3 separate regions of the Drosophila melanogaster genome follow, and all the other regions are linked to region 3. A link is a contact called in public Hi-C data. All regions are on one chromosome and are shown on one strand. The core of a region is the stretch at or near the end of the contact, and the rest is flanking DNA. Distances in the headings are between cores, read along the strand shown. Region 1 holds the start of CG9663. Region 2 holds the start of lilli (lilliputian). Region 3 holds the start of FASN1 (Fatty acid synthase 1).

Evidence for each region. A called contact is a pair of places that touch in the nucleus more often than the background predicts.
Region 1: a contact with region 3 is called in a Hi-C map of the Kc167 cell line, with 2.3 times the contacts expected there. The contact joins the promoter of CG9663 here to the promoter of FASN1 in region 3. A contact is called at or near these places in 7 of 107 Hi-C or Micro-C datasets (the Clone 8 cell line, the D17-c3 cell line, the Kc167 cell line and 3 more).
Region 2: a Hi-C map of the Kc167 cell line shows a contact between it and region 3, with 6 times the contacts expected there. The contact joins the promoter of lilli here to the promoter of FASN1 in region 3. A contact is called at or near these places in 3 of 107 Hi-C or Micro-C datasets (the Kc167 cell line, the Sg4 cell line and larval brain).

Annotation. Positions count from the first base shown.
Region 1 is chr2L:3,301,762-3,305,059 of dm6, forward strand. CG9663 reads right to left here and starts at 1,369. Exons shown (of 8, transcript NM_134916.4): 1 at 1,285-1,369. CG3277 reads left to right here and starts at 2,339. Exons shown (of 15, transcript NM_134918.4): 1 at 2,339-3,074.
Region 2 is chr2L:2,884,598-2,888,057 of dm6, forward strand. lilli (lilliputian) reads left to right here and starts at 1,332. Exons shown (of 12, transcript NM_078740.3): 1 at 1,332-1,981. NTPase (NTPase,) reads right to left here and starts at 1,253. Exons shown (of 4, transcript NM_164515.3): 1 at 1,036-1,253.
Region 3 is chr2L:3,054,774-3,057,929 of dm6, forward strand. It overlaps FASN1 (Fatty acid synthase 1), which reads left to right and starts at 1,825. Exons shown (of 6, transcript NM_134904.3): 1 at 1,825-2,151. FASN2 (Fatty acid synthase 2) reads left to right here. Exons shown (of 7, transcript NM_001273057.2): 5 at 1-10; 6 at 397-540; 7 at 604-1,370. The coding sequence ends at 714.

The DNA of each region.
Region 1 (3,298 bases), core at 119-2,618, 250 kb after region 3:
TGCGTTAATTTTTGAGGCGCGTCAAGAAATTTGAATAAATAATATTTTGTATTTCGCGGTGTTTGAGTGTGTGCGTGCCTGTTGCTCATTTGAATTTTAATTTCGCTCTCCGCGTGTCTATGTGTGCGTGAGTTCATTCGCATTCTATCCTATGCCAAGGGCGTTGGGGAGGGGGGCTTAAAGGGGGCAGGGCTCTGGGAGACCGGCAGACAACCCATTTAATAAAAATTCGAACGGCGGAGAACACTCGGTCGCCTGTTGCTAATCAGACCATGCCCCAAAACAAGAATAGCGCACCAACACACATGGTCTCACATGTAAAACGAGAGAGTATCACACAGGGGCGGACTTAAAACCTATTCAAGGGGGTTGGAGTTAAATTTTGAAATTATTTGTGTATCTGAAGACATGCGGGCATAGTAAACACATACGACAAATTACAGTATCTACATTTTCTCAAAACCCCCTTTCTACGCCACTGGCATAAACAATGTTTGTTGTTATTGCCACACGTAGAGTCGCCGCTCACAAAGAACGTGCTCTGCGGGGGAGGAGGAGGGAAGACACCAGATTATTGCGCTACAGCAAATGCGGTCCGGCCTATGAATACTTTTCATGGAATTACAATATATTGTAAAGACAATATTTCTTTTATATATTAATTTTAGCTCTATAATTCTATTCCTTTTTTACCAAATGCACAATATATTATGTGGCTTCGAAGTGACTCCAAAAGTCGATATGCCCCTTGTTTTGGTTTTGCTGTGTAGCGCTCGCAAATGCACTCGATCTTCTTCTTTATGATGCAAATCGTGTGTATTTATGTATAATTTAGCACGTCGCTCTCTTTAGCCTTTGTTTTGAGTAAGTGAGACGCACTTTTAATCGCACTAGGCCCTATTTTCATGCCCTGCTCCCCAAAAAGCAGCTGATTTATCTGCGAGTGTATGTGTGTTAACCTAGCCGCCGACTTATTGGGCCCTCCTTCATTTCCACGTCTTTCGCGATTGGTAGTAGACAGCCTAACTAAGTGTTTAGTATGTAGTGCTCACTAAAAAGTATATCAGGTTCTGAGGCATTTTGCGGCTTATCAGGGACATGGGTGTTGGCTGCGACGGGTGTAGGGGTGATGGGGGCCAAAGGCTACCAAAGGCAAACCACAAAAATATTCAGTTCGATTCCGAGCGATTATCACTGTGGCAATGCAACAACTGATAAGCCGCCAAGTGCAGCTCACACACTTCACACACGCACACACAGTACTGCTACTGGACTGAGAATTACCGCGCGTAATTATATAGATGGCTATATCTTGTGTAGAACCGAAGAACAGCGCGATCTTTAGCGGCCGTTGGCATGGCACGGAATGAAAATGAATTCAGGAAAGTTGAAAATATGAACTGCGCTGATTAGTATTAGTTCTCACAGATAACGAGGGGAGAGCGCGAGAGCGCCGCAATCAGCTGTCTTTCCAATGACAAGCGAAACCCCTCGCAGAGCGACGCCCATGGTTTTTGTTTACGACTCTCTCTTCTGCGGGGGTGTTTTTTTCTTCTAGCTCGTGTTTTCACTGCTCTTTTTGTTTTTTTTTGAACTCCTGATGCGGGGAGGTTTTCCCATCCCAACTCCTTTGTTTTCCTGCCCGCCAGTGTGCAATTACAAGTCGCAGTCAAACAAAGAACGACGAAAAACCAGTCAAACCAGTTTTTTTTTATGACTATGACAGTGCTCATCTGGTAGCTGCCCGCCACAATGTTTGAAGTAAATAATGCGTATATACTTTGTTTGCCAAAATCACCTAAATGCTGTGCTATTTTCTTAGAATTGTCTTTTCATCAACTTCAGAATTTGAAATAAAACGTTTTTCTGCGTTTACCATCTGGCAACTTACACCAAACATTCAAAAAAAAAAAGGCGTTAGCACATTTATCGATGCACCAAAACCCACCACTAAGCTGCAGCATTGCCATACTCGATTTTTAGTTACACCCAATGGCGGGAAAATTTAAATTCTTATTGTTAGAATAGTGTTAGTAGAGTTTCGACCATTTACTTTTTTTGTTAATATGAAAAAGGGGTTGCCTAAGTTCTTCTAATCTACAGTCTATCTTTCTTTTAACTAAACATGCTGAATTTAAGAGAAAAACTAATTAATTTCAAGAAGAATTTCTTATGAATACACCTCGATTTCCCATTTATCAGGCGCCGACCTTACCATTCCCACGCATCTGACGTCCGAAAAACAATGCGTGCAGTAGAGCTTTTGCGTAAAAGCTCGCAGTAAATGCAAACGCAAAGGTTGGCAGTCGGCAATTGTTATCATTCGGCCAAAAACGCTTGTTGCTTCAACTTGTCCCGGACTCCGTGTCGGCTACGTAACTTTTCGCACCTACCGGTTGAATTTCTGAATCGATTGATCGTCGTCTGCGAACGGATTTTGGCGCGGAACTCAAAGCAATTAAAATTCGAAATTGAATTAGTGATTAAATTATGCCTGCACGACAGGTAATGTGAACGGAAGGAAGAAATTAAAATTGATGCATAATATTTTTAGTGCAAGTTTGTCCAAAGTGCGTTCGGTGTTCCGCGTGAAAGAAGCGGAAACGGAAATTGAATAAATTGCAATGCAAATCATATGCATAAAGGGAGTGAGCCGTTAATTTTGGTGAAAAAGTGAAGGAAATCCTAAAAAATGCAAATCAAGTAGAATTCAAAATAAATATCCAAAGTGTAAACAAAAAGTGGAAATTGTTTGTGAAATAGATATTAATAAAAGCGTAAACGGACGAGCGGAAATATAATTATTTTGCAAATATCCCGCATAAGTGCCGAGTGTTGGAATATCCATTTCCCGCCCCCGAAAACCACCCAGTGTTTGTTTCTTTTATTTCTAAAAAATTATACAAATTCGACGAGTGAATGTTTACCGGCCAGTGGTCGGGGGAAAAACAAAGAGCCCGTAAGAGTGTTGGGCGTAAACAAAAACTTGAAAACTTATAATTATTGCCTGCGAGGCCATCAGCTGAAAAGTCAACAATTCGGTGGAGACTCGAGCGCAGAGTGAATCGCAAATGGTGAGTCCAAAGCAGAAGAATCCCATTTGATTGAGTTGGGTTCCTGGGCTTGAGCCTTCAAAGTTCTTGATTAGATAGCGGAGAAACCCTTGCTTTTTTTTATTTTTGGATGGCACACAAGCCCGCGGAATTTCTCGGAACTCCCCTAGTAATTTCTCATGTTCAGTGCATTACTTTTATCGTTCGTTATTGATGATCGCTCCAATTGTGGCGCAAACTGCGTA
Region 2 (3,460 bases), core at 82-2,581, 170 kb before region 3:
CAAATGAGAAAGTTCCTGCTGACTGGTCACCCTAATGCGAATACGAAAATATTTCAAAATAAACCGGCCGGCATTAAGATGTTGATAGAAAACCCACTAGTCATCTCTTTCGTAACTAAAATCAAAATTTGCATAATTGTTAACAAAAGCGTGCTTAGCGGCCATTGCGTATCTATATTTAAATGTCTTGTAAACATACATTTTCAGATACAAATTGGCACAATCGAATAGAATAGAACTTGAAACGATTATTCTGCGAGTCATTTGATGTTTTACTTCCGCGTCAAAAGAGCAGCAATTTGAGGAATTCGCATGTGTGCGTGTGTGTGTGAGAGAGCGCCATGAAATTGGCATTAAATTTGTGCTGTGGATTGCCCTTTTGACCTTTTCCTTACTTTTCTCTTTCGCACATCGGTGTTCGTCATTCTGTCGTCGTTACTTTTCACTTAAATTATGTAAATACGCGAGCGTTTGTTTATTTCGGATCGATTGCTGCCGATCGCCGAGCGGAACGCACTAATGTCGATCTAATCTAATGATGGCCGCGCCCGCCGAATGATAAACTCTGATCAGGAAGCCAACGCGCACGGAATGGCGTCTTGGAATCAACTAAAAACATTTATTTACCACCTGCTCATTTATATGCTGCAGCCCTATCAGCTGTTCGCTGCGGCGCCCACTATCAGCGCATACGGCCACACTGCGGGGGCGGCAGGGATGCCAAAAATTGATGTGGATAACATAGAAATATTTAAAATTGTGAAATTATTCGATTTTGATAAGTATACTTCTTAACGGAATTCTGATAACAGGTGCAGAAATCCAGTGCATAGTACTATAATTGACATATATTAGAGGATTCGTTGTGCCTTAATCCGCTATTTAAATCAATAAGGATTTATCATAGATTCATTCGTAGATTCTTATCATTATTTTGTACCGACAAATAAGATAATTGGATTCAATAGATATTCATTCAAGCTAAGTGTAGATTAGATTATATAGGTATATCATATTTCCCATTAAGATACTTGCCCATTCCAAAATTGGGTTTTCTGGATTAGACATTGAGATAAGAAACCAGTGTTGAAAACCAACACTGAAAACTGCTTATGAATTTTCAAAAACGCTCGGATAAACACATTGCTAGATAAAACTCAGATCGTTAGACAAACCGGTTCCAAAAATCATTCATTAAGTAAGAGAAAATCGAAATTTTTAGCAAATATGCGGTACCGACATTTTCCAGAACTGGACCTATCGTCGCACAGCTGATCGCCCGCCAATCAGCTGGGCGATAGTTGCCGTATCGATAGCCGACCCATCGATAACGATATGTGTATTTTCCTGCTCTCTCTGCACCAACACAAAACACGCAACTAAATTTCGGTTAAAAACCCCTACTAAAAACAATGCAATCGAAACGGAACCATATAAAGTGATTAAATGGCCAACGCGGCGGAGGCGAAATGCGAGCGCAGTGCATTTTCCGGATGAAATCGCGTTTTCGGGGAAACTTACACAAACATTTTTTTCGTAAGCGCTCTCATGTTGTCTCTTTCGCACAGCAGAATTACTAGTTGCTGTGTGTGTGCGTGCGTGCGTTTGTGTGTGCCGTATGCCGTGTGCCAGTGTGTGCGTGCGTGTGAGTGTGAGTGTGAGTGACTTTGACTGCAGTTCGCGTACGTTTTTTATTAATACACCACATAACAACAATCACAACAACAACAAACAGTAATGGAAACTAAACATATTTAATGCGAGGAGACCAGAAATCGTCTAAAACGGCAAGGCTTTATCACCATCGCCACCACCACCAACAGCACAGCAACAACAACAAATTACTACAGCATATATGCTAGTGTGCGTAAACGTATTTGTGTTAAATAATGTTTAAACTGGCATTTCTGATTTCGCACACAAAACAATATTAAGTTGTAGTCACCAGCAGAGAGGAGCAATTGAAGCAAACGAAAAAGAGGTAAGTGCAAAAAGCAGACAATTGTTATAAACAAAATGTGTCAAAAGTTCGTCATGTCGTCGCGCGCTCTCTCTCTCTTTTTTGCTCGTTCTCCCTCTCTCTCTCCGCTCTGTCCTTCTCTCTCCCGCCACGCCGAAAAGAAATTAATTTTGATATTTTTTCCCTGCTTTTTTGTTGCACTCTCTCGCTCTCGCAAACTTTTAATTTTAATTTGCTATGCGCAGCGAATTCGCGCGCAAAGGCAACAAAAAAAGAGGCAATGCAAAGGCAGCAGCAACAACAATACAGGCAAAGTAATAAACGTCAAAATGCCAGACGGACAATTCCTCTCTCATGCGCTCTTTCCGTCGCTGTGTGCGTGCGTGTGTGTGTGTGTGTTTGGGTTTGCTAGCTTTTTGTTTTTATCAATTATTTAGGTAGGTGTTTGCCTTAAAAAGAATAACTGAAACGCAGAAAAATACCAATACTTGTATACTCCAAGTAAAAAAGGGTGAAAGGACACTATCGGCTCAACAAGGAGAATGCAAATGCTATAAGTAGGAGGGGGAGAGAGAGTCACACGCACACACACCTCAAGCAATTCTGATAAGAACAATTGTTATTTGTTTGAAAGCCGACATTCCAATAGTCCACGTCCATTCGCCCAAACGTTGAAAATAATCGACAAACTTAAATACTATTGTGTTTGTTCGCGAACCCAGAGATGCTTTGCCAACTGATGAAATAAATATGGCCAATGCCGTCAGAATAAAGCGAAAATACCATTGTGGTTGGAATTCTCTTAATGTTAACATTGATTACTCCATTTTCTACTTTCTAAACAATGTATTGTATTCAATATTTATATTGATAATATCGAAATAGATAATTGCAGTATTTAATTGTTTTTGTACTTCGAATTAGAAATATGACTTTAATCACGTACGCAACAACCCATGCTTTCTTCCTAAGAAATGACAAAATAATAGTCTCCACGAAATAGGAGAACTCCATACTCAAAATATAAGCTTCAGAAGTTTATAGCCTAAAGCATTTTCCTAAACAAACAGCTTTATAGAAGAGTCTTCAATGAAAAAATAATTTACCTCTCGTGTTATTTATTGAACTCCTCTTTTAAAAGATAGGAGGTCAAGCATTTTAAATGTTTTGGTTAAATGATCTATATAATTGTACAATGTAATGTTTGCTATAACATCTCTAGTCTCACTTTCTTTTGCTTTTGTTATTAATATGAAATGTCGAAGTCATTAAAATTGATTCATGGAGTCAAATTACCAAACAATAGGCATTTACCAACGAGGATGCGAGAAGAAGAAATCGCCGAGGAGAGCATTTTTTCTTTTGTTATTTGCACGGTTTCGAATTCAAATTCCAATCAGCATTCTTCTTTTTCCTCTCTCTCAGGAAACTCATTCACGACTCAGTTTTCGTTACAATTTGATTAAATATTTAACTATAATTTGCATAATCAATTAACAA
Region 3 (3,156 bases), core at 575-3,074:
CAGAGAAGTGGTGGGTCTCTAGCGATTCTAATTACAATATTGCTTAATAATATATGTGTCAATTAGATTTCCAAACCACCATAAAAGCGTAAGCATTTGTTGAACATCTATCTATTTGATTGATGATTAAGTACTGGCTTAACTATAGTACTTGTAGACTAAGTTGATGCATTTGCTTACACTTATGTGTGTGTTTATAATTTCAAGTAGTATTTATTACAAGTGTGTACTTTTTAACAGACGAGAAAAAGTGCCTTCTAAAAGTGCCGGACAAATAGTTAGTGTATTATTATGGTCCGTATTCTTCGCAATTAGCGTGAGGCACTTAAAAACATATTGTTGCATTATATTGTTTTTATAGACCTAACCTACCATATTATTTGAACATTGTCACAGATCAAGAAGGCCGCCTGCATGTTCAAACAGAAGCTGCTACTTTCTGAGAGCTACAAGGGCGCCAAGCAGCTCCACAGCGATGTGGTCTTGATCAAGTCGGCCGAGCACAATGCGATTATGGCCCAGGACTATGGCCTCAAGGAGGTAAGTGCCTATAAAACCTATCTATAGCATTATTTAATGACCATTTCCCTCCAATCCTTGCAGATTTGCAGTGCCCAGATCGACATGCATGTGGTGGAGGGTACACACAGGACCTTCCTCAAGGAGCCGCACACTCTACAGATCATCGAGCGCGTCCTGCGGAAGCGTCCCTAGTGGAAGGGAAGTAGTTCGTACGATTATGCTGATGAATTATCCTGTAGAACTTAATGTACATATACCCTAATCCTATCAATACACGTAGCAATCGCGCATTGATTGTTTAAGAATAATGAACGCATTCAGTACGGTCGAACTTCACTAATCAGAACATTGTCTAATACAAGATAATTTTCCAAATGTATACTATCGCGAGGCATTTCTCACAAAGTAATTGGCTTATAAACGATCGGAGAAGTTCGCTCGTGTTTCCAGTTTTACTCGCGTGGTACTCGCATGATTTCCACGATGAATCACTACGATCCGAACATTCTGACCCGTGCTGGCTGGCTTTATTGACCCGACTTCGGCGTACCTTTCCATAATTGATAATGCCGCCCACTCTATCGCGCTAGTGATCTCGCCAGACGATTAATAATCGACGAAAAAGTGGTCCGACTATGGCGGGCAAATCAAAATTTCTACATCTCCGTCACGCACACAACAGCTGACCACTTATCGCTGTTAATGCGAATTTAAGCGCCGCACAGAGTCCAGCAACAATAACAGAAGTTTACACCAATAACAGTGGCTTTGGAAATCCGAATTAAAAACACCCTGCTGCTGAAAAAATTTTACGCAGTCTGCTTAAACTAGGACCTTTTTGAAATAATAACTAATTCAATTCGGTTAATTAAATAAGAATTTTCCTTTTTGACACTAGCAATAATATTTATACATATTTTCATTGAACCCACATATGTTTTAATAGGTGCTATAAATATTAAAAACCATTCAATCTAATTGATCAATAACCAATCACTTTTAAGCTTAATAAGCGAAAAGTACAAGTAATGGATTTCAGGTAGATTGTGAATGATCAAATGAAATCGTAGATCCGTGAGTAGATCGCCGGTAAACAGCGGCTTATCAATCAGGTCTACGAGGTAAGGTCGAGGATGTCAGCCCAAGCGGCGGACCGAATTCGAAGTACCCTCTGTAGGGGAAGGGCATCGTGCTACGGTTAACTTTTAACAGCGCGAGAGAGCAGCGCAGCGAGAAGCTCTCCAAAAGCTCTTCTTGGAGGCGGCGGGCGTCATATAAAAAGGCCGGCGCTCACCTGATTCTCGCATTTCCGTTCGTCGCAGCATTCCGTCGTTGTCGTGGTTTTACAAGCCGGTACGCTACGTTTGAATCCCAAAGAACATAACTGTGTGTGGCAGAGTAATTTTCAAAAACTAATAGCTACTAACTAAGCTAATAACGGCAGTCAACGGAGAACTTCGAGTCGAAAGCAGTTTCAGTTTCTGGATTATAACGGTTTCCCCATTCAGTCAGGACCAACTGTAAAGGAACACCCCCCACGAAACTGAATTCGAATCCTCCGCGCAGCCCTCCGCCCGCTCCACTCCAAGAACTCGAAAAACAGCTGTCGAGGAATCGCCTGATTTCTAGGTATGTACAAAAAATGGCAGCCGCAGGAATAAAACAGCCCCTGTTCAAATTTGCGTGTGTGTGTGTGCTGGTGTGCTGAGGAGAAAATGAAAACGAAATTTTCGCTGGACAAAAAGTGAATTGCTAACGAAAATAAGAAAAAAAGCAGAAACAACGGAAAAGTGTGAAAAAAATAGGAGAAAAATGGTTAGATCGAGCGTCTCCAAGTGATCATTCGTCAAGTCGACTAAAAATACGAATTACTAAGTTCGCACTTGCTCTCCAGTGCTTTTGACCTTTAGGACCCATAGAAGTGTTGTTCTACTACTCCAAACGCCCCCCAAAACAGCAGTTCCTGCTGCGCTGAGACACCAAATTACACGCTAATTGCAAGATGTGCGGGCGGCGGTGGGGGGAAGTCCAAGTCCCAGTCTCCTCTCGTCTGCTCCATATAGTAGGGGCTTCGCGATAGGGTTTCCCTTTCTAATTGCCATGCAAGAGCTGCTTAATTTCTACGATTTCCTTGGCAGACATCGTTATAGTCCTTTTGCAATTCGGAAATCCTTGCTAAATATTCCCATGTAAATAAGTCCAGTGCCATTTTTGCAACGAACCCAAACCTTCTGAAATGACAAATCCAACAATTTTCCGGTTGCGTGTGCCATTTTCATTATTTTACAACCATGCTAACTGCACAGCCATTAAGACAGTTACTAAAAATGAAATTTGAAATTGCTTTTAATACGAAAATAGGGAAATCTATCTGCGTATTTAGCTAAAGTCAAGCAAACAAACAAATATTATAAATTTTACTATTATTACATTTGAAATTGCAGTGATAAATGTTGCAATAACAATAAGTTGTTTGCTTAAATACAAAATCAAATTCAAAAGTTAAGCACCTAAAGTAAAATACTTTTCAGAAATTGCTTAGCTCTACCAGCTGAATGCTCAAAAAGTTGAAAGTGAGTTATCAAGCGATCGCTTTGCATAAAACAACAACACCCAGCAACCCATAAAGGCGGC